Linked DNA regions of Cricetulus griseus: region 1 is linked to region 2. Evidence: chromatin contacts called from public Hi-C data. All regions are on one chromosome and are shown on one strand. The core of a region is the stretch at or near the end of the contact, and the rest is flanking DNA. Distances in the headings are between cores, read along the strand shown.

The links. Hi-C and Micro-C count contacts between places; a contact is called where the count stands out from the background.
Region 1: a Hi-C map of liver shows a contact between it and region 2, with 5 times the contacts expected there. The contact joins the promoter of Dcbld1 here to the promoter of LOC100760022 in region 2. A contact is called at or near these places in 2 of 8 Hi-C or Micro-C datasets (the CHO-K1 cell line and liver).

Annotation. Positions count from the first base shown.
Region 1 is chr2:256,621,204-256,626,504 of CriGri-PICRH-1.0, reverse strand. It overlaps Dcbld1 (discoidin, CUB and LCCL domain-containing protein 1), which reads left to right and starts at 2,126. Exons shown (of 11, transcript XM_027402104.2): 1 at 2,126-2,328. The coding sequence starts at 2,241.
Region 2 is chr2:256,494,028-256,499,376 of CriGri-PICRH-1.0, reverse strand. LOC100760022 (nephrocan) reads left to right here and starts at 3,421. Exons shown (of 3, transcript XM_027402101.2): 1 at 3,421-3,646. The coding sequence starts at 3,515. It overlaps Gopc (Golgi-associated PDZ and coiled-coil motif-containing protein), which reads right to left and starts at 2,994. Exons shown (of 9, transcript XM_027402102.2): 1 at 2,497-2,994. The coding sequence starts at 2,784.

The DNA of each region.
Region 1 (5,301 bases), core at 877-3,376, 130 kb before region 2:
GGGTGCTACACTGTGGCCAGCCGGAAGGAACTCCCACAAACTGCCCTCTAACCTACACATGTGAGGACCTTCACACACAAAAAAAAACCAAATGAAAACATGGTTTTAAAATGTTCGATAAAAGCCTTCTGTGGTGGTCAAAATTAATCTCAGAACCCGAGAGATAGAGGCAGGTGGGTATCTGTGAATTTCAGGCCAGACGGCTACATAGTTAGACCCTGCCTCAGACAAGACATTTATTTATTTAGGTTTTTCGAGACAGGGTTTCTCTGTGTAGTTTCGTAGACCAGGTTGGCCTTGAACTCAGAGATTGGCCTGCCTCTGCCTCCCGAGTGCTGGGATTAAAGGCATGTGCTACCACCGCCCGGCTGGCAATTATTTTTTAAAAGGAAAGGAAAAGGGGAGGGATGAAGTTAGTACATGGTTCCTTATCAAGGTAACTTGTTATGGAGTGTGTGAATATAGTCAATATTTCCATGAAAGCATATTTACTTTTGATTTGAACATAAGTCTACTATTTACGTACCTCCTTTACATGCTGAATCCTTATATTCGTATTTATTTCCTCTCTATGACAACCGGGTGAGTTAACCCTGAAGGCAAAAGGATCGGTCCCAGTCAGAGGCTAGCCCTGGACTCGCTCTGCTCAAGCTTCTCTTTGAAAGCTTGACTTCTTTCTTCCAAGTTGTTACAGTGAAGAGTGCAAAGTCCACTGCCAAATCTCACTTTAAATCTCCAAAGTTAAAGTGTAAGCCAGGCAGGATGGGGTGGAGCTGTATTCCCCTAACTCAGACAGGTGGAGACAGAAGGACCAGAAGTTCAAGGTTAGCCTCCTCGAACTTCTGCTAATTATCAAACGCAAGACCAGCTAGGGATACTAGAAAACCTTTCTCAATACAAACAAGAAACCTCAATCCCCCCAAAATTATTATTAGAATTATTTTTAAGGCGAAAATTGATACATAGCTGCCAGCATAGAGTTGGAGGCGGGGATGGAGAGGATTTCAAAGATCACGTGGCCTTGGAGGGTCTGAAGTTCCTCTGCCGCCTGGAGTCGGCCTCCCTCATTGCACTTCTAAATGTAATACTTCCCAGAGGCCGCGAGGTGGTGCGCGAGGTAGTACTAAGGTTGTGGCCCCGCAGAAGAAGGTCAGGGGGACCTAAAGGGGACAGTCATTAAAAGGAGTATTTACCTTTCTCGTGTCCAGTTTCACGGCCTGGACCCCAACTGAACTCAGCAATAGCTCCAACTCTTCAGCAGCCCGTGCTGCCTCTCTCAAGACTTTTCCACCACCTCACAGAGGTGGATCAGTCATTGCTCGGTACGAAGCTTTCGGGACTCTGAGGACACTGTCGCTTAAGCATCTCTTACGGGCTCTATTCTACACATCCGTTCCCACTTCCTGACAGGCACCCACCTATCTGCCGAGCCCCGGCCACACTGGAGGTTTAATCCTCTGAACAACCCGGTCACGAACTCAGTTCTCCGCCTTCCACATGCGGAGACAGCATTGCTCCCCGTTGCCCTCTCACCATCCATATAACTAGATCTCCCCCAAATGTGGTCCAAGGACAGCCTCCGTCACCGATTGCAATTTGTCCTGGGCGATTATTTCGAAGCTCTTCGAATGCCGCGTGGATTTAATCACCCTGCGGAGTGGACAGCTGAGCTAAACAACGGAAAGAATGAAAGAAGGGGGAGAGACAGACAGACAGACAGACAGACAGACAGACAGACAGACAGACAGACAGACTGAGGAACAGAGACTATGAATGAACGTTTTACCGGTTACCGCCACCACCCCTCCCGATTTCGGGTGCCCCCCATTGCCTTGGCGGACCTCCAAGCCCAGCGGAGCTGACAAAGTGCCCGAGGGGCGGAGTCTGAGCGGCGGGGCTCCAGGCAAGCCTGCGCGCCAGGTGACTTTGGATTTCCGTGTTCACGTGGATCGGGGCAGGTGGCGCGGGGCGGGGTGGTGGTGGTGGCGGGTGGGAGAGGAAGGGGATCGAAGCTGGGCTCTCCCTCGAGCGGAGGCGGGTGGCTCCGCGGGCCACCACGAGGAGGGGGCGGGCGGGGCGGGGCAGACACGCCCTCTCGCGGGCGCGGGGCCGCACCGAGGGATCGGTGCTGGGTGCCCGCGCCGCGCGCCGGGCCGCGGAGGAGGCTGCCCCAAGCGGGCGGCGGCGGCGCGGGCACGGGTTGCGAGGCCGATCTTGCGGGTCTGAAGCCCGGCGTGGCCATGGGGGCCGGAGCCGGTCGACCCGGCGTCCTGGCGGCGCTGCTGTTCGCGGTGTGCGCTCCGCTCCGGCTGCAGGCGGAGGAGCTGGGTGAGTGGCCGCGGGGCCCGGGGCTCTGGGAGGGCGATGGGCCTCCGGGGAGCCCGCGGCTGGGCAGGCGGTCTCCGCCAGGCCGGGGACGGGCTGAAGTCAGCGAGTGCATTCCGGATCGCTCCCCAGAAACTCCTTCCTTCCCCCCACCAACGAGCGCGGCAGCTTGGCGCCTGTTCCCCAGCCGCCTGCGCGGTGTCCCCGCCCGGCTACTTAGTTCCCAGACTTCCCGAGCCTGGCGGCGGGTGCGAGTGGCCTGCTCCGGGTATGCGCCCAGCCGGCTCCCGGTCTCTGCCTGCAGTGGGGGTGCGTCTGCGGGGCTGGCTAGGAGCAGGCTACAGACGGGCCCCCCACAGCCTCACGCGTGTCCGGCTGGCGACCCGAGTTGGAACCTTGTGTGGCTCGGGACCCAAAAGGGTATTTGAAGGAGCCGATTCTGGGGCCCAGGCTGCTTTTCCTCGGTAGCTGATCTTTGGCTTCCAGCGCCACGGAATTTACCCTCAGTCCATCCGATTAAAGTAGGAACCTGGTTTCCCAGCCCTACGTGGCTCTCCTTCGTTAATCTGCGTTAATTCTCCTTGGATAGGAAGGGCCAGCTTTCTGCCGTTTTTTTTTTTTTCCTTCTTTTTTCTTTCAGTTTTTGTTTCTCTCCTCTCCTGCCTTTGCTCCTCTGTAACTGGAGTTAGGGAGTTAGTTAATGGCAGCGAATTTATGCGGAATACTTGGACATCACTCCCCACCCCACCATCGCCGCCCCCGCTTTGCTCTCTGGTGAAACAGGAATCGAAGCTAAACCCTTCGCTGGAATTTTTCATTGAAAAATGTATTCGTTCACCCAGACATTCATCACGTTGATAGTATTACAAACACAAAACAAAAATGTAAAGTTATTTTCTTTAGTTACTGCAGCACAACCCAATGTGTGCTAAATTTGCAATATATAAGATCTTATGAATGCTTTATAAACGTGCTATTTTGGTTTTTTGTCGGTGCTGGGGACCCCTGTGCTAGACCAGTCTTTCACCAACTGTGCTATATTCCATCCCCTGAATGTTTTAAATCTTGGCAACACTTCCTCAAGTTGATGTTTGGAAATGTAACATTTTACATTTATTTGATGTGGGCTTTTTCTTTAAAGTTTTATTTTTCATTGTGTGTACTTGTGTATCTGTGTTGGGATAGATGCATGTGAGTGCAGATGCCAATGAAGACAGCTGATCTTTTGGACCTGGAATTAGAGGCAGATGTGAACCCCTGGGTGTGGGCGCTGGGGACCAAGCTTGGCTCTGCTTCGAGAGCAGTGTGTCCTCATAACCGCTAAGAAGTCTCTGCAGCCCCAATTTTAAAACTTCTAATCAGTGTATTGTTATTATTATCTGCTGTTTTGAGACGAGGCTTTATTTTGTACCTCAGGCTGGCCTGAAACCCATTGTGTAGCACGGACTACTTTTGAATTCATTCTTGACAATCCTTCTAATGCCTCCCTGGGCCTGGGATTACAGTCACAAGCCACTATCCCCCTCAGTAGGTTGCTATATTTTGGTTTTGGCTTTTGTTTACTCTTTTAGAATTTTACTTTGTTTTAAATTATGTCTATGAATGTGGGTATGTGCATATGAATGTAGGGACCCTCCAAGGCCAGAGGCCAGGGATCCCCCTGTGGCTGGAGTTATGACCACCTGATCTGGGTGCTAGGAACTGAACTTGGATCCTCTGCAAGAGCTATATGATCTCTTAACTGCTGCAGCCCATTAATTTCTTTCTGTTTTCCTTCCTTTTTGTTTGTTTGAGACAGGGTCTTTTGTAAACTCACTGTTTAGACTGAACCCTGATCTTCCAGAGCTAGGATTACAGTGGTAAGAAGACACTTTTAACTTTGGGCATTTGTGAGTTGTCTGGAAGCTTGTCCTCCACATGAAAATGCTTACCTGGGCCAAGTATGATTGTTCAGATTCTTATCGAGCTTCCAATTTTAGACCTTGTTGCCATTGACTGATGGAAGAAGATGCTGTCATCAGGGTTATCGAGGAACATCCTCTGTATTTAGGATTTTAAAATAAATGAGTACTATAGAGGCGTTGAGGTGTACTTGTCTACCTGAGGCACTTTGGAAACAGGCAGGAGGATTGCCTCCGATTCAAAGTTAATTTCACAATCGTGGCATGGGGTTTCCTGGAGATGGATAATTTACCAGCACCTACTGAAGAAAAATGACTTCTTTTTCCCAGCAACTCACCTGCCAATAGTTCCTCAGCTAGTGATGGGGCCTCTCTCGATGTTATCCGTCACACGATGTTTCCTGTGTCACCCTAGTGCAGGTTTTCTGCAGGGTGGCCACAGCTGCTGTATATTCCTGAATGTAACACCCGGGTCATGTCCAGAAGACCGTATTTCACATCGACCTTCCCCAGCCTCCGGCTCTTACATTCTTTCCAAAATGCCTTTGGTTGTTGTGATGGGATCTAAAAATCCTGATTCTCTTTTCACCAAAATATGTGCATGTGGGGAGTACTGATTTCCCCCTGCTGATTTAAATATCGACAAAAATGAAAATGAGCAGTTGATACTTTGAAGATCAATTTCTGGATGCTTATATATTGCTTTAGAAACCACTTCCCGGTTCTTGGCTTATTGCTGCTTGAAGGTCTAATCTTTATCACTAATTTCTATTTGGTGGACGTGTGACCTGCCGGTATTTATTTATATTTGGGTAGACATGTGACCTGCTGGTATTTGATGTTTTAGGTAAGTGGCTTTTTAAAAAAGTAAATACAGCCGGGTGTTGGTGGCGCAGGCCTTTAATCCCAGCACTCGGGAGGCAGAGGCAGGTGGATCTCTGTGAGTTCGAGGCCAGCCTGGTCTCCAGAGCGAGTGCCAGGATAGGCTCCAAAGCTACAAAGAGAAACCCTGTCTCGAAAAACCAAAAATAAATAAATAAAGTAAATGCAGGCTTACTCTGGCATCTTCTGCTCC
Region 2 (5,349 bases), core at 2,172-4,671:
AAGCCTCTTACAAGATTTCAATCTCAGTAGATTGTCAACAGTTTATAGAGCATCCCCTGAAATTCTGTCTATGGTATACTAGGTATACTTGGAAAGGTGTGGCTAGGCATAGGTATTTTCATAGCAGTACACAACTATCCTTTGTAAACTACAGAAGATGTCTATGTGTAAAGATTAACACATGAATCACGTATAGTTGCTAATATATATAAACAACAAAAATCACCATTTTCTAAGATCTCTGAATCAAGAGTTGCATACCCCCTGAAAAACACACTCACACTGTAATATGCAAGCCTGTCTCTCCCTCTCCCTCTTTTCCAAGACAGGGTTTCTCTATGTAGCATAGGCTATCCTAGAACTTGCTTTGTAGAGCAGGCTGGGCTTGAACTCACATAGACCTGCCTGCCTCTGCCTCCCAGGTACTGGGATTAAAGGCATTTGATACCACACCAGCCTGAACATTTATTTTAAGAAATAATGCTACTTCCTAAGATGGGACATTAGACTTAAGAATATGTATGTACAATTTCTGAAAAATGGAGAACATGCATAAGTTATTACACACACACACACACACACACACACACACACACACACACACACACACACACTATTAGAGAAATATTCCTTTAAATTATTTAAGAATTTTAAAGAAGTTGAGTACCTACTATTCATAGAAAAATTATTTTTTTCAAAGTCAGATTTTATAGCTAACATCAGAAAGTATTACTGTTTAGCTTCCTTAGGTCATTAGAAATTGTTTTATTCTTTAAAAACCCGTTATCTCCAGGAAATGGCTAAAGATGTCAATGGTATGTAAGTTCTCTTGTGATAAAAGCTACTCGTCTTTGATCTTTAAAGCAAAATACTATTTTATTTTTTCATTTTATTTATTTATTTATTTTGAGTTTTTTGAGACAGGGTTTCTCTGTGGCTTTGGAGGCTGTCCTGGAACTAGCTCTTATAGACCAGGTCTTGAACTCACAGAGATCCGCCTGCCTCTGCCTCCCGAGTGCTGGGACTAAAGGCATGCGCCACCACCACTTGGATAAAATACTATTTTAAAAACCATCAAATGCACTTTTACTACTACCTGGAAACTCAGCTTCTAGAAATTACCATTCATTTAAAAAAATCAAGAGACATTTTCACGTATTTACACATAATACTTCTTTTTTGTTTGTTTGGATTTTTCTTTTTTTAGACGAAGGGTTTCTCTGTGTAACAGCTCTGGCTGTCCTGGAACTCGCCTTGTAGACCAGGCTGGCCTCGAATTCACAGAGATCCACTTGCTCCTGCCTCCCAAATTCTGGAACTAAAGGCAGGCCACCACTGCCCAACTATATTTAATACTTACATAAACACTTTCATCCCAACCCTTTCAAAAAGAAACCATGAAATCCTAAATATGTAAATAGATGCTATCAAATATTAGTGGCACCATGTTTTTCATGGTTAACTAATATGGAAGACTGATGACCAATAAGCAAAGGACAGGAAACCAATCTGGCATACACATTAATCTGGACACAATGGGTACTATCACTGTTACAGTTAGCAGTAATGAGGAGCTCTTTAGAAAGCTAAGGCACAAAGAACTTCACACATCACAGACTATCTCACTTTTTTTTTAATCCTCCTTAAAATGAAAGACCCATTCTCTATTTAAATTGTCTATTTCTAAAGTGCTTTCCACATACTGTTAATACACCATGATTACTCAATCTTGCAATACTGCCCTCCTTTAATTTCCCACACAAAATGGGAGGTATGGAGTTTTTGTTTTGGAATCTCCCCCACCCTTTGATTAGAGACCAAAGCAAAAGATTGTCTTTACATACTCTAAAATGTCTACCATTTGGGAAATACTGTAAAGTACAAACACATACACCTTCCATGTTAGAAGTTACTTGAATATTGACAGGGAGCTCTGAAGATGTATTTGCCTGTAATTTAAGGATTTAGTGTGAATGTAAACCGAGAAGGACCGTAGTAACATATATTCCATTACATTTCCCTAAGAACTTTCCCTTAAAGTTCATGCATGTCTCTGTACAGCCACGGACGTTGATCTGGGCTATTCGATGAAAATAATCAGAGCTGCATCTCTCCGGAAATATATCAATCTAGCTTATCATTATCAACGCAGATCTGCAAAACTCACACGTCCAAAGGAGGGCTGAGGTAGTATTCCCCGACAGAGGATGTTGGTTTGGTCTGTAATTTAACACTCACAGGGCAGATAGTGTGATTAGCTCCTGATCCCTCCTCAGTGAGATGCTGGGAGGTGTCGGTCTCCATCCTTGTCCTCCCCCACCCGCTCCTCATTCCTTTGCTTCAAACACGTATAAACGCACTCTCGATCACATTCGAAGCTGAGAGGTGCCCCCGTGGACAGTTTTACAGGGTCGTTTTCCTGGTGCGTAAAATGGGATCTAACGCCCTGGGACAGCCTGGGGTTGAATGCCATTACTGCCAGCCCCCGAGGCTCACCTCTAGCTTGTGGTTGATCTGGGACACAGTCTGGGCTTTGTGGCAAAGCTGCGCAAAGCAGGAGCTAAGGCTGGTCATCTTCTGCCGCCCCTCATAAGTGATGTCCGCCTGGTCCGGATCGATCTCCCCCAGGAGCAGATCCACATCCACGAAGGCCTTGTCGAACTCCTTCTCCAGCACCTCCAGCCACCGGAACATGGACACCCCGCCAGGGGAGACCCCCACAGGGCAGGAGGCCCCTCCTGGGCCGCCGCCGGCTCCCGCCGGGCATGGGCCGCCCGCCGACATGGCGCCGTCCAGGGCCTCGCCGACTGCTGCTCACCCTGGCCGCCCGCCCCGCGCGAGGGGAACTGCTGGCACCGCGGCGCCCCTCGCGAGCGCACTCAAGCTCCGCCGGTCCCCTCCCTTCCCTCGCGCCGCCAACGCCGGCAGGGCAGCTCCAGAGCCGCAGGGACAGCACGGCTGAAGCAGCGACGGCGGCACACGGAAGACCCGCCCGCATCCCGGCCCGCCCCCGCCTCCGCGCATGCGCAGCGGAGCCCAGAGCCAGCGCAGCCCCGAGGGAGGAAGTGGGCGGGGCCTCGTGAGACCTCGGCCAATGAAAAGCCTCCGCCTCCACGAGTCCGTCTGAGGCCATATTGACGACTGGCAAAACCCTGAGAAGCGGAGGGATGCTGCGAGCGCTTGCGAGTGGGAAAGGCCGGAGGAAAGGGAGGGTTCCGAGTCGCAGAGGGAACTGGCGACTCCGCCAGTTTGGCTTCACGGTGGGCGGGAACCGGTCTACAGTCATCTGGGAAAGTTGCTGCGGGGGCGTCAAAGGGCTCGGGTGGGAGCCCCGAGGGCCTTTGTGAGCATGCGCAATAGCCACGTTTTCCCTTTTCCTTTCCTGTGCTTGCTTAGGGCGGGGTGGGCGGGTGGTTGGGTACACTGGCTGTTCTCGGTAAACCTGACAGGGCATTCCAGTTAGAAACTGCCTGAAGCTGTCAGTGGAAGCTGCTGACCGGGTTTTGCTGGAGCAATGGCCTCTTCTTGTGTGGTTGACAAACCTGGGTTCAGGGCCTACAGGTTCTCACACGCTAGCTGCCCCACCTCAGTGGTGTTCCCTAATTTGGCAGCCTCGTTTCCAAAATGGACTTCGCTTAGTATTAAGGTAAAGTGAAAGCGTTAGTACTTGGCACGTGGCACTCGTCTTACTGTATCACAGATCATGTATTTCTAAAGCAGCTATTTGGGATGCTGTGATTATCTTATAAACTAGTATAGTGCCCTCCTTCCTGCGTCATTTACATATATTACATATTCATAACGTTGAATCACGTCCCGATTGAGGCACTGAGGACAAAATTTCTAATAAAACGACCCTCACTCAAACTGAGTATGTGAGATAATGAGGCTCGCACAACTTTTAATTCCAGCGTTATGCGCATTTGGGAGCATTTAGCAAGCGCTTTCTTTACATTCTGCCTCCCATGTCTTTCACTTCCACGCCTCCCCCTCTGTCTAGTCCAAGAGTAGACAGTCTGGAAGGGAAAGGAGAAGCCTGTCTAATTCGAGTAGGCACTGTGTCTCCTACGGGAGTATTTGGAGACTGAGTCCAGAATCTTGTAAGCTGTTCTTGGGACAGACCCTTCTAATCAACCATCAATCAAAAAGTGCACAGCCTTCTGTGCCTCTAAGCAAAGTAATACCATTAAGAATCAAGAAACAGATTTAGTTTGCACTGTGGGTACCAATGCAAGACTGGGTAGCATTAAGTAATAAAGTATTTTGGCTCCAGCAAACTTAGCTAAGCTAAACCTATGCGATCCTTCTTTTGACCGGAAAGCAGAGACCACCTCAAAAGGCCTTAGTACACAATAGTATAAAACTTCCCATCTTTTCACAAAATTGCTTATATTTTATTTTATGTATATGGGTGCTTTGCCTGATTGTATGATACTTCTATATACTACATGCATGCATGGTGCCCACGAAATCCCGAACAGAATACCAGATCCTCTGGAAATGGAGTTCCAGACGTTGTTAGCGATCATGTGAGTGCTGGGAACCAAATCCTCCTTCTGCAAGAACAGCCAGTGCTCTTACTGAGCTCTCTCTCCTGCCTATCCTCCCATGCAGGTTTGTTATATTTTCATGTGCAGTAATTTGCAAGAACATTGAGGAAGCTCCAGGCCATTTTCTCTAGTGATACTTTTTTTTTTGGCCAAGAACTTGAAATAAATGAAAAATTACTGTGTGAGAGTGGGAAAATACTTAAAACTATAACAACAATAACTTTCAGTTATTAAGAATGTTACTAAGAATGTGTCAGTTATTTCTTTGATTCTAAAAAAAACCTGTGGTAGGTATAATTTTTTTTATAAATGAATTGTAGACAGATTGAGCATTTTAGTAACGCCACAAAGCAGACATTTTAATATAGGTGTCTTTCTTACTATTCTTTCATAGTAACAATAGGATACAGAATGGGAACTCCATTTCACATTGCTGTGAAAAATTGGCAGATCAGTGCCAAAAACTGTTTTAGCCAATATTTCACAGGTGTATACACATACAACTATAACAACAAAAATGTATTTCTCATTATAATGTTCTTTAGATAAACCACACAAATATAAATTGTATTTCTTTTAAAATACTAAATTTAGTACTATTATGTGAGAGATTCTGCACAGCGTTTTGTGCTTATGGAACAGTGTTCTTAGGGATGACGAATATCCTAATTTTTCAGCATAGAACCCAGCTTCATTTCTGTCACAGCCTTCACAACTCCAAGAAATAATACCTTAGATGTCTCAGGTTAATTTCATGTCGTATTGTCCCTTCTTATTATCATTTGATGTAGCAGCTGCT